Regions from separate parts of the Danio rerio genome. Here region 1 is linked to region 2. Evidence: chromatin contacts called from public HiCAR-type data. All regions are on one chromosome and are shown on one strand. The core of a region is the stretch at or near the end of the contact, and the rest is flanking DNA. Distances in the headings are between cores, read along the strand shown.

The links. HiCAR-type assays count read pairs that join an accessible place to other places.
Region 1: a contact with region 2 is called in a HiCAR-type map of caudal fin, with 5 times the contacts expected there. The contact joins two enhancer-like sites. A contact is called at or near these places in 1 of 18 Hi-C or Micro-C datasets (hematopoietic stem cells) and 1 of 4 datasets of contacts at active chromatin or transcription factors (caudal fin).

Annotation. Positions count from the first base shown.
Region 1 is chr7:33,845,118-33,851,725 of GRCz12tu, forward strand. No RefSeq gene overlaps it. Among named protein-coding and RNA genes, the nearest start is that of uacab, 81 kb to the right of the region's middle. Within about 2 kb of position 2,449, at least 4 of the 62 cell types and tissues checked have an H3K27ac peak or open chromatin away from gene starts, as enhancers often do. A contact at or near this core is called in caudal fin, where this site is marked.
Region 2 is chr7:33,698,934-33,705,656 of GRCz12tu, forward strand. It overlaps tle3b (TLE family member 3, transcriptional corepressor b), which reads right to left. Exons shown (of 20, transcript NM_131780.1): 18 at 6,424-6,574; 19 at 6,006-6,082; 20 at 4,300-4,462. The coding sequence ends at 4,355. Among named protein-coding and RNA genes, the nearest start is that of tle3b, 38 kb to the right of the region's middle. Within about 2 kb of position 2,473, at least 8 of the 62 cell types and tissues checked have an H3K27ac peak or open chromatin away from gene starts, as enhancers often do. A contact at or near this core is called in caudal fin, where this site is marked.

The DNA.
Region 1 (6,608 bases), core at 1,199-3,698, 150 kb after region 2:
GAGAAACAAAACGATTTCCTGAAACTTGACAAACGTACCTGCAACTATTGGTCAGCATCTGTCAGTGGGGTTGGCCTACAAAGGATTAGTTGCAGTTTAAGTTGGTTATTAAAATGTTTTAAAAAAATTGCTGTTAATATCACCTTCAGACAATTCATGATGTAGCTGACTTACAGTATTTGTTTAGCAAAGAGCTTTTTTTCTTTAGCTGAACCTATGGTCCTTGGTGATTTGTGAAATGGAACTCAATGACTAATGGCAAACAGGGAACAAATACTGTAAAGGTTGAGTAAATTAGGATTTTTCTGTTTTTTGTGTTTGTTTGTTTTGTTTTGTTTTGTTTTGTTTGTTTCACAGATTTAGTTTTTGTTCTAATATACAGAATTATTAGAATAAAATCTTTGAAGTGCTTTCCGAGGTGTTGGAGTTGCAATTACAACCAAATCCAATGCTTTTAATTCTGGGATTGTCTGAACAAACGCATTTGTTGTCAAATACACAACATAAACAGCACCCATACTGTTTAACTACTGCCAAGAAACTACTTCTACTGTTAAAAAAAAAAAGGAATCCCCTAAATGTAAACTGTGGCTTGGAGAAATTACCTGTTACATTTAGAGCGAAATATATACTATTTGAAAAGAAAACTCAAACAATTTGACAAAATTTGGAATCTTTTTATTTGTGACCTTGAAATAAACTTGGAATAATGCATCAATTCTGTAATGTTGTAAAATGCTTTGTCATCATACTCTGTTCTTTAAACAGGTCTTTGTAAACAACCTGGCTTATGTGAGTGTTTTTTTAGATTATTATGAATTTCATATTTCATATTCATATTGTTTTTCCTTTAATTTTTAAAAAAAAAATTTTATTTGCTTTGCCTACGTTATATGTGGACAAAATATGTAAACAGAGAATCCTCTTCTTTCTATATCTGTCTTCCATAAAACTTATTTGACAAAAAATACTTTGTTGAATCAGCTTAAGGGTTGGAGCAAAACTGTGCAGAGCTGCAGCCCTCCAGGAATACAGTTTGAGACCTATGCCTTAAAGTATCATGTGGAGCCACTTTATCTTTGACTGTAGGACTTTGGCCCTCACACCTGAGACCGTAACTTCATCTAAAAATCTTCTTGAATGTTCTACTAAAGAAAAAAAAAAAGTCACCTACATCTTGTATGGCCAGAGGGTGTATAAATCAACAGCAAATTTCCATTTATCTTTTTAAGTACAACACCTCTGTGACAAGCTGTATTGTAATTTTCCATTGTTTTAGGATACTCTGAAGTCGTGATTGTATTTTTTTTTCACCATTATGTCTGGATAATTCCCTGTGCTGGTATGCTCAGACCGTTGACTCTCTCTGTGGGCACTTACACCCAGGACTCAGCCGTTTGTTGTGTAGATGACTCATAAATATTTCCTTCTGTTTTAAGCTAGCGTGGCAGATAGAAACTACCTCTCTGAAAGTCTCAAGCATGAAAGGTTAGATGGACAGCCACGGCTCCTCTGAGCATCCTATACCACCCGACACCTGCAAGCACCCGGAAACCATTTTTTTCAGGGCATTTGCATTTTGATCCAGGGCAAGCTGCCATCATTAAGGTGCAATCAAAGTCAGACGATGCTAAATCACAGCAACACAAACCTGCAAAAGCTACAGATGAAAGGGGGAAGATTAGAGAGATTTAAAGGATATTTAAAGCCATTAATCCAATACCTTGCCTTAGAAAAAAAGAGAAGGAAAGCAATTTAATTAACATCCAGGACAGCAAGCTGAAGGGATGTTACACACTTACACACTCACGTCAACATCAAAAGAGCCCAGCCTTGTTTTAACTCATTTTAGGTAATGAAATTAAATTCTGGTATATGAAAGCAAGGCTATTTTATGGATAGTTCTTCAAGTCTGGCATTTCAAGGTGAATTAGATAAAAAAAAATAAAAAAAAACATAATTGAAAATTATTACAGTGTTGTTGCTTGTTAAAAATCCAGCAAACTCTCACTTTGGAAAGACGTAGGCGAGAGTGTCCCTTTAACTCAACACTACAATAAACCCCTGTGTAGCTCTCGAAACACATGGTATTAATTTAGCTTTGCTTTTTTTCTTCTTCTTGCAAAGTGTTCTATGAGGGTTTGTTAAAGTTTACCAAATGTGGCTGTATTTCAAGGAAAGGAACAAATGCAGATGTAATTTTCCACTTTTACAGCCTGTTTATGTATTGTGAATTCCTTCCTAGGAGACGGGTGCTTTCATGTCTTAATTGGATTGTGTGACTGCGGCTTTGTCTAACAAATGCACATTTTCAATGCTAATGATCGACAGTCACAACCCTGAATTTGCCTAAAGCACTTTGACTGTGAGCCTAATGTGTAATGAATAAACTAATACCTTATGTTCTAGCAGGAACATGAAACATTTGAAACACCTCTAGAGCCGCACCTTCACCCTGCTGCTGGCCTCCTGCCGGAGGTATTAAATGAAGGAAGTAAACACTGAGAGCGGGTGCACAGACCTGCAGAATAGCTCAATCTAATCAGGAAATGATGATTAGTGAGAATGACACTTGGTTCATTAGTTCAATGACATGATCGTGCAATAAAAGTCACTGAAAGGTTTAATGATAAACAGTGATTGGCAGTCTGATTAACAGAAGCACTATAAGTATATCTTCAAAGCTAGTACAGTGATCAGCATAATTGAGTAGATCCCATTTTGAAAAGGAACATTTTTATCCATTTCTCAGTGAATATAGGCAATGTATTTTGGTCTATTTAAACAAAACATATTTATCAAAGATAGATTTATTAAAATAATATTTTAGTCACCAAACATATTTAGAAATTAAAAGATAGTTCAATTCAAGCTAAATATTGCTATATTTACTTTAAATATGTATTTAATATTTTTCTATAACACAAATTTGGCTTTACTAGTTTTTGAACCGTTATTGTACAGTAAGTATTTTGTTAGATATGCTCCAGATTTGGCTTCAGTACTGACTAATCTAATGTATATGCACAAATATAATATTGTATAGCATCCTATTATACAGTATTAATTTTAAAGATAGATTAGTGGAGGGTGTACTTATATATATACACTGAGCACCTTATATACACATCACATATTCAGGGCTATTGTTCACAGAGCATAGTGCAGTCCCAAAAGAGTCATTTTGTATTTTAAATCATTATATTCTGCCACTATCCATCAAATTACTAGGTTTTAGCCATTTGTCAGCAAGAAGTTGTAATGTTTATTTATATATAGCGCATTTATTGTGTATGGCAATACACCCAAAGCGCTTCACAATCATGAGGGGGGGTCTCTCCACACCACCACCAGTGTGCAGCATCCACTTGGATGATGCGACGGCTGCCACAGGACAACGGCGCCAGTGCGCTCACCACACACCAGCTATTGGTGGAGTGGAGGGACAGTGATAGAGCCAATTCGGTGGAGAGGGGATGATTGGGAGGCCATGATCGTAAGGGCCGATAGAGGGACTTTGGCCAGGACACCGGGGTTACACCCCTGCTCTTTCACGAGAAGTGCCATGGGATTTTTAATGACCACAGAGAGTCAGGACCTCGGTTTAACGTCTCATCCGAAAGACGGCGCCCACTGACAGTTTAGTGTCCCCTTCACTTTTACTGGGGCATTAGGACTCACACAGACCACAGGTTGAGCGCCCCCTGCTGGCCTCACTAACACCACTTCCAACAGCAACCTGGTGTTCCCTAGTGGTCTCCCATCCAGGTACTGACCAGGCTCAGCCCTGCTTAGCTTCAGTGAGTAACCGGTCTTGGGCTGCAGGGTGACATGGCTGTGACGAATAAATAAAACAAAATGCAGCACTATCAATTATTTTATCAATTTAATAAATAACGGTTGTGTGCAATGTTTGCATGTTTATAACCACATCAGAGCATAGTGGGGGTCGTGGGAGTCACAGGCTGAAAAGTTTGGAAACCCCATAGTTTTTATATTTAGTGTTAACTATACTGTACAGTTGAAGTCAGAATTATTAGCCCTCTGCTTATTTTTCCCCCAATTTCTTCTTAACAAAAAGTTTTCTTCAACACATTTCTGAACAAAATAGTTTATATAACTCATTTCTAATATCTGATTTATTTTATCTTTGCCATGATGACACTAAAAAATATTTAACTAGATATTTTTTTAAGACACTTCTGTACAGCTGAAAGTGGCAAAAAAATATATATGAAGCTTGAAATGCTTAGCTAGTTAAATTAGGTTTACTAGGCAGGTTAGGGTAATTAGGCAAATTATAGTATAACGGTGGTTTGTTCTGTAGACTGTCAAAAAATAGCCTAAAGGGGCTAATCATTTTGACCTTAAATTGTTCTTTAAAAAATTAAAAATTGCTTTTATTCTAGCTGAAATAAAACAAATAAGTCTTTCTCAAAAAGAAAAAAAAAATATTATCAGACATATTTTGAAAATTCCCTTGCCCTGTTAAACACCATTTGGGAAATATATATATAAAAAATAAATAAAAAAGAAAAATCAAAGGGGGGCTAATAATTCTGACTTCAACTGTAAATAGCAACAAAGAAATTTTATTACATTTTATATTTATATTGCATATTCATTTTAAGTTTTTATTAGAAAATAATGATACCCACAAATTAGGAACTAGTACTTTCATATAAGATAGTCCTGTCAAAATAAAGTGCACAGGCAGATTTTAGAGGTCACTTTATAAAAAAGGTTTAGATTACCTTTGCCAATAATTCTGGTAATTTAATAGAAGTTAAAGGTAATTGACAAAATCTCAAAGTGAATTTTTCATCCTACACATTATAATTATGATTGATTACACGTTCTTATACATCATTAAATATTTTTTAAATGTCATATGTGAAATTGATCAGTTATCAGTTATTGATCAGTTATCAGACATGCATTAAAGGCATAGGTCACTCATAAATGAAAATTACCTTACTGTCGCTTATGTGGTTGTAAAGCTTTATAAGCATCTTTCTTCTGTTGACTAGAAATAAATATATATTTTAAAGAATGGTGGTTCACTGTAAAAAAAATACTGGCTGTTCCACACCAAGGAGTTGAACACATTCAGCTTATTTTAAATAAGTAGTTTGAGCAAGCAGCAAAAATTGAGTGCTGGGACTAATCAATTTCCATAGTAAGAAAAATATTACTATAAACGTCAATGGGTGCCAGCGACAAAATATTATTCAAAATATCTTTCAAAATATCAAATAGATCTTGAACAAGTGAAGGTGAGTAGATAATGGCAGATTATTCATTTTTGTGTGAACTATGCCTTTAAATAGTCACCAGCTTATCTGCCACAATATTAATATCGGTACATCGAATTTATAAATGATAACCGTTCTGAAGTCCACATAAACTAAACAAATCAATGTTTTCTCCAGCGACTCCAGCCTGTTGGCCAGTTGAGGTCCTTAACGAAATAAAGGCCTAGAAAATACAACAAATAAGGGAAAACGTATAATGCTCTCCTCACCTTTCCCCTCAATTTACCTCTTAACAAGTCTGTGAAGGACCACAAGCTCTCGCCGCAGAGCAAGAGAAGCAGACAAAACCAAATCAAGAAAATACATTAGTCGCAGCCCTATTTCCAAGCAGCCAACCATCAATTCCGCAGGCTTATATATTCTGCTAAACCACGGACACAGCCCCATATGTCAGCCCTTAGCAGACATGTGAAATGCAGTGGATTTTCCATCGAGGCCTGGGGATTATTAAGAAGTTGAGCTTGGAAGAGAGGACGACCACATGTTTCTTGTTGAGCCCTGACCGGAAAAAAAGGGGAAGAAAGTAAAAAATGAGTTGATACACAAGGCATTAGTGGTTAACCAAGAGCTAATGAGGGAAAAAAAGAACAACAATGAGCTCAGATGTGACCGTTTAAATGTGCAGTTTAAGATTTCAACCCCTCCTGGCTCCACAATTACCTCGTGGTTTAAAAGTCCATTTGAAACGATCTCAACAAGATTAACTTTTTGTACCTGTGTGATCTAAATCGAACCCCCCAAACTAAAACGTCAAATTTCTTCAGAAGGAAATCACAACACAAGCCTCATGCATAAAAACTCCATCCACAGCCTGACATTAGCGGGACTCTCCTGCGGCCAGTCGATAAATCCTACAAAATAAAAGAGTCTCTTTCATTTTTGCAACCACCCCCCTCCTCATCCCAGGTGTTAGATGATGGATGATGAGGTCAGGGAGGCACAGATCACATGGCAAGGATCAGAGAAAAGTTGGGCAGGAGACATGTTGAATCCATCTAGCTGAAATCAGGCCCATGTGTCCTCCAGAGCCCAGTTATCCTATAAATGAACTTTATTGAGGCAACAAAGTGCATGGACCTCTGCAAAAACATTAAAAGGGTGACCAGAGGTGACCAGTCCAGGGTGGCTAATGAGAAAAGATGGGGGTTTCCATGGCGTTCTTTAAAAGGTACAAGCAGAAAAAAAGCATGGGCATTTTTTGTGACTCATCGTTGCAACTTCACAACAAATACGTTAAATAATCATTGGGAAAGTTCTAGTGTTTCTCACAAACGATACACAAGATCTGCTTAC
Region 2 (6,723 bases), core at 1,223-3,722:
ACTGTAACAGATAAAAAGTCTTCAAAGCTATATCATGCACATTAATGAAGTTGCACCTCATATACAATAGAGCGCGATGATTGGTTTGAACCAAGTCTTTCTCTTTCTCATGAATTAATGATGGAAACTCATGTCACATTGTACCCACTGGTACAAACATCCAGTCTACACGCTGGAATTTACACAAGGATCCAATTGCTGTGATGTAGCTTCAAATTTCTTTTCAAACTAGAAGAACGGATTTGCCACAAAAGTGGCAAGTACCACAAGTACCACAAAAAACAACCAATTTTTACATTTTTGTTTGCCCTAATAGTTTTTTTAGCAGCACGGGACATATACAGTGCATCTGGAAAGTATTCATAGCGCTTCACTTTTTACACATTTTTTTATGTCACAGCCTAATTCCAAAATTGGTTAAATTCATTTATTTCCTTAAAATTCTACACACAGTACCCCATAATGACAATTTTTTTAAATTGTTGCGAACGTATAAAAATCACATGTACATATGTATTCACAGCCTTTGCCGTGAAGCTCTAAATTGAGCTCAGGTACATTCTGTTTCCACTGATCATTCTTGAGATGTTTCAGCAGCTTCATTGGAGTTCACCTGTGGTAAATTCAGCTGATTGAACATGATTTGAAAAAGCATACACCTGTCTATATAAGTTCCCAGGGTTGACAGTGCATGTCAAAGCACAAACCAAGCATGAAGACAAAGGAACTGTCTGTGGACCTCCGAGACAGAATGGTCTCGAGGATCAAGGCTGGGGAAGGTTACAGAAAAAATTTCTGCTGCTGTGAAAGTACAATGAGCACAGTGACCTCCATCATCCGTAAGTAGATGTTTGGAACCACCAGGACTCTTCCTAGAGCTGGCAGGCCATCTTAGCTGAGTGATCGGGGGAGAAGGGCCTTAGTCAGGGAGGTAATCAAAACGATGGTCACTCTAAGTTCCAGCGTTCTCCTGTGAAGAGAGGAGAACCTTACAGAAGGACAACCAGCTGTGCAGCAACTCACCAATGAATGTCCTTGAATGGTATGGTGGCCAGATGGAAGCCACTCCCTGTCTGGAATTTGCCAAAAGACATCGAAAGGACTCTGACCATGAAAAACAAAATTCTCTGGTATGATGAGACTAAAATTTAACTCTTTGGAGTGAATGCCAGACGTTACGTTTGGAGAAAACCAGGCACCGCTCATCACCAGGCTAATACCATCCCTAAAGTAATGCATGGTAGTGGCAGCATCATGCTGTGGGGTTGTTTTTCAGCAGCAGGCACTGAAAGACTAGTCAGGATAGAGGAAAAGATGAATGCAGCAATGTACAGAGACATCCTGAATGATCCTGCTTTTGAGTGCATTTGACCTCAGACTGAGGCAAAGGTTCATCTTTCAGCAGGACAATAACCCAAAGCACAACGCCAAAATATCAATGAAGTGGCTTCACAACAACTCTGTGAATGTCCTAGAATGGCCCAGCCAAAGCCCAGACCTAAATTCTATTGAATATCTCTGGAGAGATCTGAAAATGGCTGTACAAAGTTGCTTTCCATATAACCTGATAGAAATAGGCAAAAAATCCCAAAGACAGGTGTGCCAAGCTTGCGGCATCATATTCAAAAAGACTGTAATTGATGCCAAAGGTGCATCAACAAAGTATTAAGCAAAGGCTGTAAAATACGTAAGTGCATTTGACTTTTCAGGTTTTTTATATTTTATAAATTTGCCACACTTTCAAAAACTCTTTACATTGTCATTATGGAATATTGTGTATAGAATTGAGAAAATAAATTAATTTAATCCATTTTGGAATAAGGCTGTAATGAAAAAAAGTGGAAAAAGTGAAGCGCTATGAATACTTTCCGCATGCACTCAACATGACAGTTAACATCTCAAAAAATGTGTTTTGATGTTTCGTGACCCTTAAAAAAAGATTTATAGCCGAAACTGTTGTCCTCTGGTATCCCTATAATGATAGTCAGAGGATGCCTGCCATCAGCTAGAGATAAAAACACAATCATATTTCTACCAGCGGCTCCTGATGATGTACTAAGGTCTTATGAAGCAAAGTGATCACTCAAACTGAACATTGTTTACTTTTTTACTGTTACGCTGAAGAAAAAAAGGTCTTTGATTGCCTAAGGAAAAGCAAACTAACTGGAAGGTTTTGGGCACACTATCCCTTTAATGGGCAGAGAGAGCACGAGAAAGTTCAACTGCCCAGGCCGGAGAAGTTTGACTATTTCTAGAGAGCGCAGTAACAGGTGAGAGACAGACAGATGCCGAAATCACATGCTTAATGAAACCAGTTTAAACCACCAGAATAAATCAACTGACAAACACTTCCTGGACGATAATCCACTTGAGGTGAGGAAATCAAAAAGGGTGTGTGTTGTGTGTCACCAGCTGTGGTTGGGGGACCGCAGGGCATATTTGAGTCAACTGGGTCTGCGGTTACAACAGATAGCTGAGGCAGCACAAACTATGTCTCTTTTATACACACTACTACATGTCTCAACTCTTCCATCAGCCTTTCAGCAGCTTGACACCATGTGGGAACATCGAGATGACATATCCAGCGCTCCTGGCCTCAGTAATTCATCTCCATACTTAAGACTTGTGACACATGCGCACACACACGTTGGGTTTCCATGTTTAGGGGAGCTTCTTATAAATGTAATGATTTTTGTACTGTATAAACTGCATATTCTGTCCTCTAATCCACAACATTCTCCAATTTAAAGGATTTATGATTCAATGGGTAGGATTTATGAGTGGTTTTAGGGGTTGGGTGTAAAAAGCAAATTCCCTATCAAGTCAAAAATGGACTCTTGGTCCCCACAATGTATTCAAAACCAGTATCACACACTCAAAACAACATGATTCCTATTAAACCAGTATTCGTGACACATTTTACAAAAAAAGTTTATTGAATTATTAACAACTGTACATGATCAGTGCTGACACAGTTTTGCTACATACTTTGGTGTGAAGTTGAGAGGTTGTGAAAGGCAGGCGGGTCATGTTTTGTTTTCCTTGTGTGTGTCATATTAAAGACCGAGTTCACCATGACCGGTTCTGCAGACACCAGTTCCAACAGTTACACAAAAAGGGGTAGGCCAGGTTTAGGTTTAAAAGTGACGATCTCCTCCCTCTCTCGTGTGCCCACACTTTCACACAGAGCTTCCACCAAAGTCAAGTGCAGGCAATGAATAGATTCATTAGAAAACTTGCTCAACTTGTACAGAAGCGAATCCCGATGACTCGGATCACTCAGAGAAGCTGGTTCACCTCAATCTGAGGCCAAAAACAGGCTCTTTAGGGGTGGCGATCTCTACAGCAGAAGTAAGCTGTCAATCACTGGGGTGAGTCATCTCCCATTTCAACAGCAGCCAACTATAGTGGAGCCGCTTATGGGATCGGTTGGCAAGATACTCATCGCAGTGTGTGATCCACGCCGAGTCAGCATGTTACAATCACACTTCATTATCTGAATTCCTCTTTCCGACGAGATGCCACACAAAGCAAAGGGCACAGACAAGTAGTACAGTTAGTCACTCTCCCAGTTTAATACCGCTTTCGATTTACATACGACCCTTCATTCATGGGCTGCTTCGTATTTAGACTTCCGCAGGATTCCAGTTTGATCCGGTTTTTCATGAACAGCACATGGGCTCCAAAAACAAAATAAGAATTACAAAAAAATAATTCAGGAAGAAACAGGAAGGTTTTTCCCCCCTCCACTTGAGCCTTTTAGGAAATGGCCAGCCCAGAGAGTGTGCTAACAAATTCAAAAGAAAATGTGTCCTACTCTACATTCATCAAGCATTAAGGACATGAGGACAAAGAAACCCATCACAAGTATATCAGGACATGGAAATATATATAATTATATATATTTATAAAATGTCTTTATTACTCCATATATACACTTTTTAACAAATTGTCCAGGGAGCAGGAGGCTAAAACTGAAGCACTGCTTCATATTACATCACAGATCATTCACTGTTGGTTAAAAGGAAGGCGGTTGGGGGGGGAATACTATGGAAGGAATAGGCACACACAATCCCATGAGCAGACCGAAAGCAAAGGCAAGACAATATTTACTACATTAGTGCCGTCAGGGAGTCCTTGGGACAGTTTAACACGTTTCCATGTTTCCAGGATCATTTCACTGCTGTAAGAATCCAGGTGCGATCAAAATAAAAAAGCATCTGGGCAGCAATCCCAGTGAACCAACCGATTCCTAACCTGGGTTCCTACTGTACAGGTGGATGAGTGATCCCTTAAATCCATCAAAACAAATCAGGCCCATCCATAGGTCTTTAGTTCTGGTGAAGCAGCGAGTTTAGTAGATGACTTCATACACCGTGGCCTTCTTGTCACCAGATCCCGTCACAATGTACTTATCATCAGCCGAGATGTCACAGCTCAGGACAGAGGACGACTCCTTGGACTGTAGATAGAAGAAAGATGAAAAATGATTAGCTGACATTATAAACTGTATATGTTTTAAATAAAAAATGCTGATTAACTTAATGCACAAAACTGGAATAATCGCATAAAAGACATGTGAATAAGGCAGCATTTCCATCCAACGAGGCAAAGAGAACAAAATCATCACTTCCTGATAAACTGGCACCAAATATCAACAGTAAAAACAGAATATGCTGTGGTAGGAGAAGCCGCATCAATCTTTTCCTTATTTAATAAATGACTTGCACAATGAAGAAGAATATGTCAACACGCAATGAAAGTGCCATGGCGTTTGAAAGAGTGAGATGCAGAGCACAGATGCTCTTGTCTATTCTGGAGGTAATTAATAATATAATAACACTAATACTGAAATAGTCAGGTGTTTTAGAATGACCAAAACAACATTACAGATGTTTTACAGTGTGCTCAGCCAGCTGGTTTGTCCATTATCACACATTTTATCACATGATCTCTTATAACAAAATCACATGATCTTTCTTTTAATGCGCAGTAAAAGGGTTTCCATCGTAGTTTGTGCACAACTTTTCTTAATCAAATAAAAATTTTATCCTACTGTTATGTGCATACATCAAAGTTGATGCGCATCTTGGCATTGACGTCAACCATTTTTTATGCGCATATCCAAAATAGGTGGATGGAAATGTAGCTAGTGACATGAAGTTCATGTCAACGTCATTCCCTTCTAAACTGCAGCATTTAAGTCACTCTCAGAGGCAAATACAGGTGTGTTATAAATAGACAGTTGTGAATGTATGCGAGTGTCGCGGCAGCATGTCAGCTAGATTTCTCCTTGTATTAAACTGTGCTAACTGCATTAGTTAGATTGAAAGATAGCTGGAATGTGTGAAATGTGCAGAAAAAAAACAAGAATTGTTGTAAAGCTTTTAAAAGATTCAATTCAAAGAACTCCACTTGTTTGATGCAATGAATAAATAATTTCACGAATGTTACAAATAATGTTTTTATTCCAATAAAGAATGAAACGTCATCTGTGTGTACAGAATGAATTTATTATTATTTAATTTTTGTATTTTCTACACTAAATTTTTAGACTGTTTTCCAAAAAACATGCTTTTAATTAACTTTTTTCATTTATTTTTACTATGTACAAATTAAACTTTAAAAAAAATGCAGCATGTTAAAGCATTTACTTCATCAACAATACATTTCAGTTTTTAACAAAAACAATGGTCAGTTTTCATTTTAGTTTGTAGTTTACTATTATTGAAACTTGTCATTGCTTGTCATTGTTTGTATGTTTTATTATGAAAGTTTATTGACAAGAAAGTTAATTCATTTATTCAAAAAATTTATTCAACTTGAAGGTGTTTGTCCACAAAAAAGCTGCACCTCCACAGAGAAAATAAAAAAAAATATTCAAAGAGTCTGGGATACAAGCCTCAATGAAAAGCCTGAACAGAAAATTTCACACTACAAATCAAACAAACATTCCCAATGTAACATGAACTTCTGGAGAGGGAATACAGTATTGACTGACATACCTGGAAAATGCTGGCACCATAGGGAGTCCTCCAGGCATTCAAGAGATTGTCCTTCCCAGTGCTCACAAACCATTTACCTTTAGGAAATGGAACAAACACACATGCACTAATGGGTACAGAGTCAAGGTTGATCTGAATAACTTGATTCACTACAACTCGACTTTTTTGGAAGTAAAGTGAGCCATTAAGAGAGAGAGAGAGAGAGAGAGAGAGAGAGAGAGAGAGAGAGAGAGGGGGGGGGTACAAAGTGCAACCTTGCCAAACTAAAATGGAAAAACACGACTGAATACAAAGCTAAAGCTGAAGTTTGTATGTCATGTTTTGGCCATATTTTACATTAAGTATAAGGTTTCTTCCCTCATATATTCTCAGGTGCAAGATGTTGCACTTTATGTAAGGTAAAGTAACAGCGTCTTACCACAGTAGGCAAATTTGAGGGAGAGGACACAGCTCTCGTGCAGGTGCAGCTGGTACTTGTCAGGCTTGGTGTGATGAAGCACCTCCACATTACTGCTCTCCATTCCCACAGCCAGCCACTCGCCCGTCGGACAGTAGCCCAGAGAGAAGATCTAAGAGACAAAAAAATAAATAAATGAACAAATGTCACATGCTAATCTAAAGCATGAAACTTGTGGAGTGTTTATTATAACCAAATTGGGTTTTGCTGGTGGCTGTTGATGATTCTAAATAAAAAAAAAGTCATATTGCAGCTAACATG